Regions from separate parts of the Mus musculus genome. Here region 2 is linked to region 1. Evidence: chromatin contacts called from public promoter capture Hi-C data. All regions are on one chromosome and are shown on one strand. The core of a region is the stretch at or near the end of the contact, and the rest is flanking DNA. Distances in the headings are between cores, read along the strand shown. Region 1 holds the start of Hk3 (hexokinase 3). Region 2 holds the start of Rgs14 (regulator of G-protein signaling 14).

Region 1 (4,393 bases), core at 956-3,455:
AAAGAGAAGAGACATCACAATGGAGATTAATAGCTTAGAAGACTGGAAAGAGGCCACAAGGGTGTGAGCCCAGCAACCCACATCTCTACTCATTCTATCCTGGATAGCCTTAAACAAACACAGAATTGGTACCCAGTGCTCTGCTTACCAGTTCTAAGCTACCTGAGGGCCTTGGCACGCCCTCGTGTGGGCAGACTGAGGCTCTTTCTCCAGGATGCAGGCCAGAAGGCCCAATGGTGGCCATGTTTCCACAATGGGTATTGACTACCTATAGGAGAGAAGGGTTAACTGGATTCAAGACTGGTTAGTCTACAGGCTCCAAGAGGCAATAACTCAAACTCACAACTTCTTTCCTTCCAGAAGGAACGAAGAATGGAGTTGTAAACAGAACCAAAAACTTCTGACCAGTAAAGAATCCTTAGCAATCCACCAGGAGGCAGGTGTTTTTGAGAAGTGTGTGTGACGATGTTTCCCCTCCCGCCCAGTCCTAAGCCTCTGGAGACCCTCTGCTCCTGCATTCTTTCTTTCCTTGGCCCCTGCAGACAGTCTATCATGACCCAGTCTTCCTGGGTCTTCATCAGTAAGTAACTCTTCTCCTCTGCCTTTAAATACATAGGACGGTTTCCAAGCCTCCAAGGACAACTTTCTGCCTTCCTCTACACTCAGTCCATTTCACCATTAAAACTCGTGTGTCGGAGCTTCCAAGTCAGGCACTGACCTAATCCAAATGCCAATCCTAGCAGTCTGTTAGATCACACCATGGCAGTGTAGCGGTCCCTTGAACACAACAAAGGCAGATTCCTTTCTCCACTAGCCTTCCACAAATCTGCCCTCAACTTGGCCAGAAGCATCAAGAGTTTTGCTTAGAAGGGAACAGTCACTTAGCCCCTAGCTGGGGCTCTGAGAAAGAACTTTAATGCCTGTCCTCTCTTTCTTGTCCCCACAACTACTGACTATTCCAGGAGTCTCCTGATATTTCTGCTTCCGCAGGTTGAATCTAGCCCGGCTCACGCTGTCATGGCTCCTCCCACAGATGGAGCCAAACTCTGTGGTACTACTGCAGGATCCTCATTTGCCCTCACCCCAAGCTTCCTCTTGCTACTCCTTGAGCTTCTGAACTCCACACATGCTGACTCCCTGTCATCTGCTTTTTAGTTTTCACTTAAGTTGGTCCCCATTTCTGAAGGGCTAGCCTCATAACCTTGTGATGTCTGAGTCACCTCTGCACTTCAATTCCGGGACAGGGTTGGGCAAATTTAGACCTGGTGCTCGTGCCTGTAAACATAGCACTTGGTTGACTGAGGCAGGAGTATCAGGAGTTTGAGGACAACCTGGGCCACATAGTGAGACCCTGTCTCAAAAGGAGGCAGTAGATTTGGTAAAGCAAGAAATTTGTTTCTGACAACTCTCCCCTAAATTATATGTGTGTGTGTGTGTGTGTGTGTGTGTGTGTGTGTGTGTATCACCACTTAGTTTCCAATCTGTCAGAAGAGAACATACATTCCAGTAGTCTGTTAAAGGATAAAATAAGGTAACTGACGCAACTATCTTCGTTCAAGGCCCAGCTAACACAATCATTCACATACTTACCTGCTCGCACACTCAACATTTACTCCGCACGTGCCAGACGATGAGGTTTCCTGCAAGGAACCCTAGGATTTAAACTCTAGGTTCATACATTTGGACCTCTCTCTTCTTCCAGTGAGGGGCATGTCTCCATTCCACTGTCACCAGAAACAAGTCGAAAGTCTACACATGTTTGAATTAAGAGCTTCTTGACTTTTCTCATCTGAATCAGACATGGTTCCAAAGTGCTGCTTTTGAATGGTATTCTAGAGACCGGTCCTGAGGCTGGGCACCACCGTCACCAGTGAGAACTCATAGCACAGTCTTGCTAACCTCCATTAGCCATAGGATAAGCCGAGGGCTTGAGACGAGGCCTGCAGGAATTAGAGGAAGTGCTTACCTGGGAGATTCAGAAGTTGATCACCTTCCTCGGGGGCTCAGCTCTTCTCCCAAATATGACCACAGTGATACTGGACTAAACTCAAAAGTGAAAACTCTGGGTCAGCTCCCCAAGCTCCACCTTCCTCTGTAGCCACTTAACCGAAATCTGCTAATTCAGGAAAGGGCACTTCCCTACAAATCTGCTCTCAACGGAGCCCAGAATGGGCAGGGCCATGGTACAAACAAGCCAGATGACCACAGGAAGTTGAAGGCCCAACGAGGTTAAGAACTCCAAAATATTCTCTCAGCAGCGCTAGGAGCGCTGTTCGTGTTATACACAAAGTTTTCAAGTGCCAAGTTCCTTGGAAAGAAGCGGAGACCAGCCTAGAAATTTGTGGTTGAACTAGGCAACGTGTCAAAATGTAGTAAGCAGAACTGTGTAAGAAGCAATGTAGGAGCCTAAGAGGAAGGGCCATCATGACTGCAGGAGAGTGGGCAGGGCAAGTTGGTGAAGTCCTTTCACAAAGAAGAGAGCATGTATGCAGTCAAGAGTCGTGCGTGCGTGTGTGTGTGTGTGTGTGTGTGTGTGATAGAATCAGGTATAGCTCTCAGGACCTAATGAGAATGCCCGTAGTTGAGATACATGGCGGAAGAAGTAACTGCCAGGCCGAGAAGTCTAAAGAGTCCGTAAGGCAAGATGGGGCAAGAGGTTTGCCTGGGGGTCTTCTCTTGTGGAAGATAGAGTTCTTAAGCTTCTGTGGAGCTACTCTACTGGCCACTACACTGCTTTTCCACTTAACTGTTTTCCTGAAATACAGTCTTGGGGAACTAAGCATGTGTGTGTGTGTGTGTGTGTGTGTGTGTGTGTGTGTGTGTGTGTTCAGCTACCCCCAATATATCAACTAAAGAAATGAATAATAATGAAAAGCAGTGTGTGTTTGGAAGAGGGACAGATAAAGGGGTCCAGTGACCTCCAGGACTCTCTGCAGGGTACTTAGAAGAGCTTTATGCTCAAACAGTGAAGGAGTGGGGCAGAGTCAAGAGATACACATAAGTTAGCAGTATTGATCCAGGTGTGCTTCCACCCCCTCACTCTCAGCTCTTATCCTGCAAGGTAGTCTGACAAGCTCTTCTGTCATCCAAAGGAGGCCAGTCTGGATACCACACTTGTCATTTGAGAGGAAAGTGCTATCCTGCGAGACTTTGCTGGTCCCAGAATACAAAATGACTGAGGTTTAGGACGTGACCTAACTTTGTGCCTTCAGCCTTGAAGGAAGAGATGGGTCAGAGAGACAGGCACTCCCTGAGTAATTAGCATGTCCATGCAGAGCAAGCTGTAGTCAGACACAATGCCTAACAAAAGCAGCTTCTAAGTGCCTGTTAGAACTCAGGCAAATTGGTGGGCACAAGACTGCTATTTAGCAGTCATGCTATTATTCAGTTAGTGAAGGCCTCCACAGGACACAGGCGAGCAGAGGTGGCTCCTGTAGCAGCTTTGATGTGATCTGACCTATAAACACGGCAAATACAGCCCTACCTGCAGTTTCCTGGATACCAAGCAGACATACAAGCTTTGAGAGACAGAGAAGTCAAGAATGATGTAGGGGAAGGCAAACTGACCGTGCTCTACAACACAGCACCATGCTTAGTCTGAGGCTCCAGTGCCTTAACTCCATTTAGTCGGGGGAGATTATGGAACTGAAAGCGAAAGCCAAGCTATGATTCACGACAGCGGCAGACTCTAGTCAGCATGAGGGTATGCTCCTGGAAGTTATTTCATGACTCTTTGTCCGTGATTCTCAAAGTCCCGTTTTCATTTCACCAGGAAGTGGGTTGTCCTGGCTGTAGTTGTCACAGTGCCAGAGAGCTTCTAAGTCAAGGCCAGGGTTTGACGTCTGTGAACATTTTGGTCCAGTCCTGTCTGTAACAGAGGCACAGCACTTGCCAGCGAAGGTCAAGAGGACACAGGATGGCTACTAACCAACAAAGGAGAGTCAAACCCTGACAAGGCTCCCTCAACACCTCCTAGTGCAGCCTGCAGCCACCCAGAAGGAATGTAGAATGGGGAGAGCCAAACAGCAAAACCAGGATATCACCGCTGGGCTGGAAGGCCAGGTCCTCCCTGCTATGCTCCTCTCAGCCTACAATGCCCATAGCCAGCTTCCCGATCATCTTCCATACTCTTTATGCTTTGGATAGGCCTCATGGCTCTCACAGGCACTGCCCTGCTTCCATTGAGTCTCTGTTCCTATTGATGTGTCTACAATGACCTACTGATATCCCTGGCCTCTCCATCCCTTTTGTCCATTCCCCTTTCATCTAAGTTCAGTTAGCAACAGTGGGACTCCCATATCCCAACCCTGACCCCCACAACAAGTAGGCCCCGCTCTGATCCCAGCTGGGAACCAGTCTACTGTATTTATTAAAATCACCTGTGTTTACCTTA
Region 2 (4,842 bases), core at 221-2,720, 350 kb after region 1:
CAGGAGAGGGACCGGATATGATGAGACAAGTGTCCTTTATAAAACAGGACAGGAGACAGTATGCTCCCTATCTCTCTGCTTTCTGACACGTGGGCACAGCAAAAAGATGGCCGTCTGCAAGCCATGACTCGTCAGAGCACAAGTGTGTCAGGGCTTGAGCCTGGACGTGCCACCTCCGGAATGGTGAGAACTGAGCGTCTGTTGTCCCGGCCACCCAGCACATGGCATTTTTTTTTCTTAATAATTTAAAAACTATTTTTATGTGTATGACCGTTTTGCCTGCCTGGGTGTCTGTATACCATCTGCATACCTGGTACCCTCAGAGGCCAGAAGAGGGCATCTGGTCCTCTGGAACTGAAGTCAGGAGCAGTTGTGAACTACCATGTGGTGACCAGGAATGGAACTCTGGAAGAGTAGCCAGTGCTCTTAACCACTGAGCCATCTCTACAGCCCGGTTTGTTTTCCTTTGTTTGTTTGTTTGTTGACCAGGTATCGTTATGTAGTCCTGGCTGATATGTAAATGAGGCTGGCCTTGCACTCAAAGAGCTCCACCTGCTTTTTGGAGTCTGAGCTAAGACAGTTCTGCACAGAGGTGGGCTTTCTACTGAGTATGGCTTACTTTACCTCTTTGGTATGGATATACCCAATCCATTCTCCTACCCTTCAGTGCATGTGTGCATACCCAGCCCCTGGGGTGTCTGACTATACATAGGCATGCCTATCATATGCACCCATCCAAGGCACTATACACTATCTATCTTATTTTGTTTACATTTAGATATAGATACAGACATAGTATAGATCCAGATTGAGTTTCCTGTAACTAAGTCTGACCTCAAACTGTTATTCCTGCCTCTGCCTCACAAGGGCTGGCATTACATACATGTGCTACCCTGCCCAGATTCGAGTGTGTATGCCTGAAGATTCAGGTGCCCTCGTGACACAGCATGCCCACATGCATGGTCACACAGGTGATGTGATTACCTCTTTGCTCACCTGGCTATCAGATGACAGCCTAGGGGCAGCAGTCTCCGCATGCAAACTGCCTGAGCTAGGGTTGCTAAGCATGCATAAGCCTGGGACATAGAAGGTAAATGAGTAGTGAACAATGCACTTTTGTGGATGCCTAGGACTCGGAACACATGCCCCATGTCCATGGAACCCCCCCCCAGACTGTCTGCTCCACAAGTGTCTAGTTGTATGAGCATGCACTTCAGCATGCTGACACATCCTTGGAGCCTTCAGATTGAACACTCCAGGTACCTCGCTGGGCAAAAGGAGGCTCCTGCTGGCTGTTGGTGCTTGCATGGTGTGCAACCGAGGGTGCGTTGGCGGCATGTGTGTGTGCATGAACGTGTGTGTGTGTGTGTGTGTGTGTGTGTGTGTGTGTGTGTATGAGAGTAGGAAGAGACATTCGCTCTCTTAGACCTTGCTTCTTTCTGTGGTTTGGTTTCTATAGAGACACTTCCTGTGGCAGAGAAAAGAGGTAGTGAGCTGGTGTTTCAGGATGTAAGGGCCCGGAGGAGCAGAGCTCTCTCTCTCCACTGCCTGCTTGCCACCCCAAGAGAGTGCTTCCGCGATCCTTGTGGTGGGTGGCCCCCCGTGGAGGGGACCTGTGATCAACGGCGGTATGCCAGGGAAGCCCAAGCACTTGGGTGTCCCCAACGGGCGCATGGTGAGTGTGGGCTCTGAGCCAGAGCCACAGGGAGGGGGGTGGGCACACCCAGGGTGGAGTCCAGGAGGCACACCCAGCAGGGTTGCAGAGGAGCAGGCTGGAGAAGTTGGGTACAGACAGCTGCTGGCATTGGGACCTGGTGCTGTCACCCTAGGACCCTTCCAGATGCCCTGCTAGGAGTCTGGTGCAACCCCAGGGATTAGTCCAGAACACAGCAGACTTAGGTCTCTGGTTCCACATGCAGGTTGGACTCGCTGCTCCCTCATCCGCTACTGGGATTACTGAAGTTGATTACAGAGTAGCCTGGAGATCCAGTGGTCACTTCTAAAACTTCTCAAGCCCTATGTCTCAGGCCCTCAGCCCTCCTCTCTTCATCTCACGCTCTAAGTGCCCAAGATAAGGTTTTAAGAGCAGCCCTTGCTGGATCACTGCATCAACCTGCTCCAGAGGCAGCCTGCCAGAACTAGTGTTCTTTGGGCAGCCCAGGACGGGTCAGTAAGGGCAGGACAGGAAGATCAGCTCTGTCTGGTCTATTCCTAGCTTCCAGGAAGGGTGTGTGTGTGTGTATGTGTGTGTGTGTGTGTGTGTGTGTGTGTGCGTGCAACTTAGTATAGGATGCCCTGGTTGCAGCCCTAACCCATTAGACCTTCTCCAGGCTGTTTAACTCCTGACTAGAGTTGTCTCCAAGTTTCTGGCTCTTCTTTCATTCACCAAATAGGACAGGCTGTGTTGAGCCTCCCTTTTCTCCTTAGGGACCTGGCTCACCTAGCAGGATCACTCCAGGGGGACCAAACAGTGTCCTGGTAACCTCTATCTTAAGGCCCCAGCCTAGAACCATGGGATAAAGCCAGTGGGTCCAGAATAACCTGGGATCCAGAGAGAGAGACCTGGGATCCAGTTCTAGCTCTGCTGTCTTTTCCCAAGAAAGATCCTGTCCTGTTTCGTCATCAGTAAAATGAAATAGAAACTGATCAATGTCCTGTTTGCTGAGTGCCATAATGAATATGAGACACTTGAGCATTGTAAAGGCTACGGAAGGGTTATCCTGATAACCCCTGTACTTTCATCCCCTCTTTAAGAATCTTCTATCTCATTAAACAGTTCCCACCTCTGCCTTCCAGTTCCCAAGGTTAGTTCTCATGTTTTGTCGGGAAGCCCTTTGCTGACGCCCCATGCTGTTTGGGTGGAAGGGAGACCAATTCCAAAAGTTGGCTCAGCCCCCACCCTACTTCCTCTACCACCAACCCAACTTAGAAAGTCTGTGGAGAGCCCATCCCCCTGCACCCACGCTGGGTGGGCATGGCACTTGGCTTGCTCCTCTCTAGGTGACTTGGCCACAGGGCCAAGGAGAAATAGCCCAGGCCCTCCCCGCAAAGAATAGCTGGATTGATGCTTCTGGGACAGAACCCAGAACCACACACCAGCTGAGAGGGCTGGAGATAGACCCAGCTTGTCCTTCCTGTGTCAGCTGGTGGCTTCTCTATCCAAGTCATTCAGAATAAAGAGGACAGTACAAGCTGAGTCCTGCCAAGCCCACAGCTGCCCTAGATCCTCTCGGCAATTGTCCCATATGTTTATTTCTGTCCTGTTTGGATCCGTTTTGAATCCTCTGTATGACCCCTGAAACCTCATGGTTCACAGATGTCCACTTGCTGGACAATGGGCAGCTTTGTGAGGCCATACTTGGCTGGGGCAGAGATGGGAAGACAGGCATTGGCAACGATGGTGTAGATGTGAACGAAGAGGGGCCTGTGGGCAAGGTGTCCGGCTGTTATCTCACGGGGGAGGCTTGGAGGAGCAAAACCAATATGCTGTAGAGCAGAAGGGTCACCATTTGCACACACCCGCTGAGTCCCCCCCCCCCCAGCACTGTCCTGCTTTGGTTCCTTTCCATCCCCCACCATTCCTTGCTGAGGCGCTGTCAATCATGAGCCTCATCCTTCTGGCAGTCAGCTGTCACTTAGAGAGGCTCCTAACCCCTCCCAGAGAAATCGTCTCTTGGTACCAGCTGTCACTTGGCTTGTGCATTCACTCAGGGGCTCCTCTGGGTCGTCCCACCCTGAGCCCTTAAGACCCAGGTCCCAGTCCCCAGTTAGCACTAGTCAGCGAGGCATGACAGACATGAGTGAAGAGTACTGAAACACACTTCTGGTTTGGAAGAGCTGTAGGTCAGGAGTGGGGAAAGGCTGAGAAGAGCCTCATAAGGAAAACCATCTTCTCCATTAACATCTAACACTGTAGAAGATGGTCTTTAAAACACATACAAGCTACAGGGGCAGTGGTCTGGGGGGATACTTGCACATAGGAAAACGTACAGAGGTGGTGGAGGGCTATGCCCCAAGGGAGTCTGTGAGTTTAACTTTGGGTTAGTCATAGTTCTCTTTCTGGACACTCAGAGTTGGTCCTCTGACACACTCTGGCAAAGAGACCTGAGTAGATCCATGTGCCTGTACGCTCCTGGTGTCCAACTCAGGGTCAGGGATGGCAGTGCGGGGGGTACATTGTAGAAGGGCATGTGGTGGAGAAAGCTCTACAGAGCTGGCTCAGGCTGAAGTGATCCGGTACCTAGGGTTGTATAGTTATAGACATCCACAGAGTGAAACAAGACCACAGGTCACATGCTCACCTCTGGGAAGGCACCCAGGAAGTGGGTGAAAAATCTGGAATAAAGTTTTGGTTTGAGGAAGAGTCGAGATAAGGGAGAGAGATAGCCTGATAGCTGATTGCTCTCTCCTTGAGATCTGAATCCTCTAGGGCATTCCTGGGCCTCACCTCCATTGACTTCACCCATTTGTGCCCAAGGGCTACAAGCCCTGGACCTCCAAGCTCTCCTGTCTATAAGGGAAGTGACAAGGCTGGGTGTGGTGACATGTGCCCGTAATACCGATGCTCTGAAGGCAGAGGCAGGTGGATCCACTGGAGATTAGAGGCCAGCCAGGGCTACAGAGGGGGTGCCAGGCCAGCCAAGGATACAGAGGGAGACCCTGTATCAAATACGTGTATGGAAGCAGCATAGAGAAACGTGGTGAAGTCTTCAGATTTCATCACTGACAGGCAAGCTTGGCATCTAATATTATCTCTGCCCCAATTCAACTCTATAACTTGTCTGGGCTTCAGGTTCCTTGCCTGTAAAGCAGGGTCATTAATATCTGCTGCAGGAGACAGAG

The links. Promoter capture Hi-C pulls out the DNA fragments that hold promoters and counts their contacts.
Region 2: a promoter capture Hi-C map of neutrophils shows a contact between it and region 1, with 2.3 times the contacts expected there. The contact joins the promoter of Rgs14 here to the promoter of Hk3 in region 1. A contact is called at or near these places in 1 of 39 promoter capture datasets (neutrophils) and 1 of 115 datasets of contacts at active chromatin or transcription factors (memory CD8 T cells).

What each region holds. Positions count from the first base shown.
Region 1 is chr13:55,019,180-55,023,572 of GRCm38.p6, forward strand. It overlaps Hk3 (hexokinase 3), which reads right to left and starts at 2,206. Exons shown (of 19, transcript NM_001033245.4): 1 at 1,967-2,206; 2 at 149-268. The coding sequence starts at 244.
Region 2 is chr13:55,368,262-55,373,103 of GRCm38.p6, forward strand. Rgs14 (regulator of G-protein signaling 14) reads left to right here and starts at 1,471. Exons shown (of 15, transcript NM_016758.3): 1 at 1,471-1,675. The coding sequence starts at 1,631.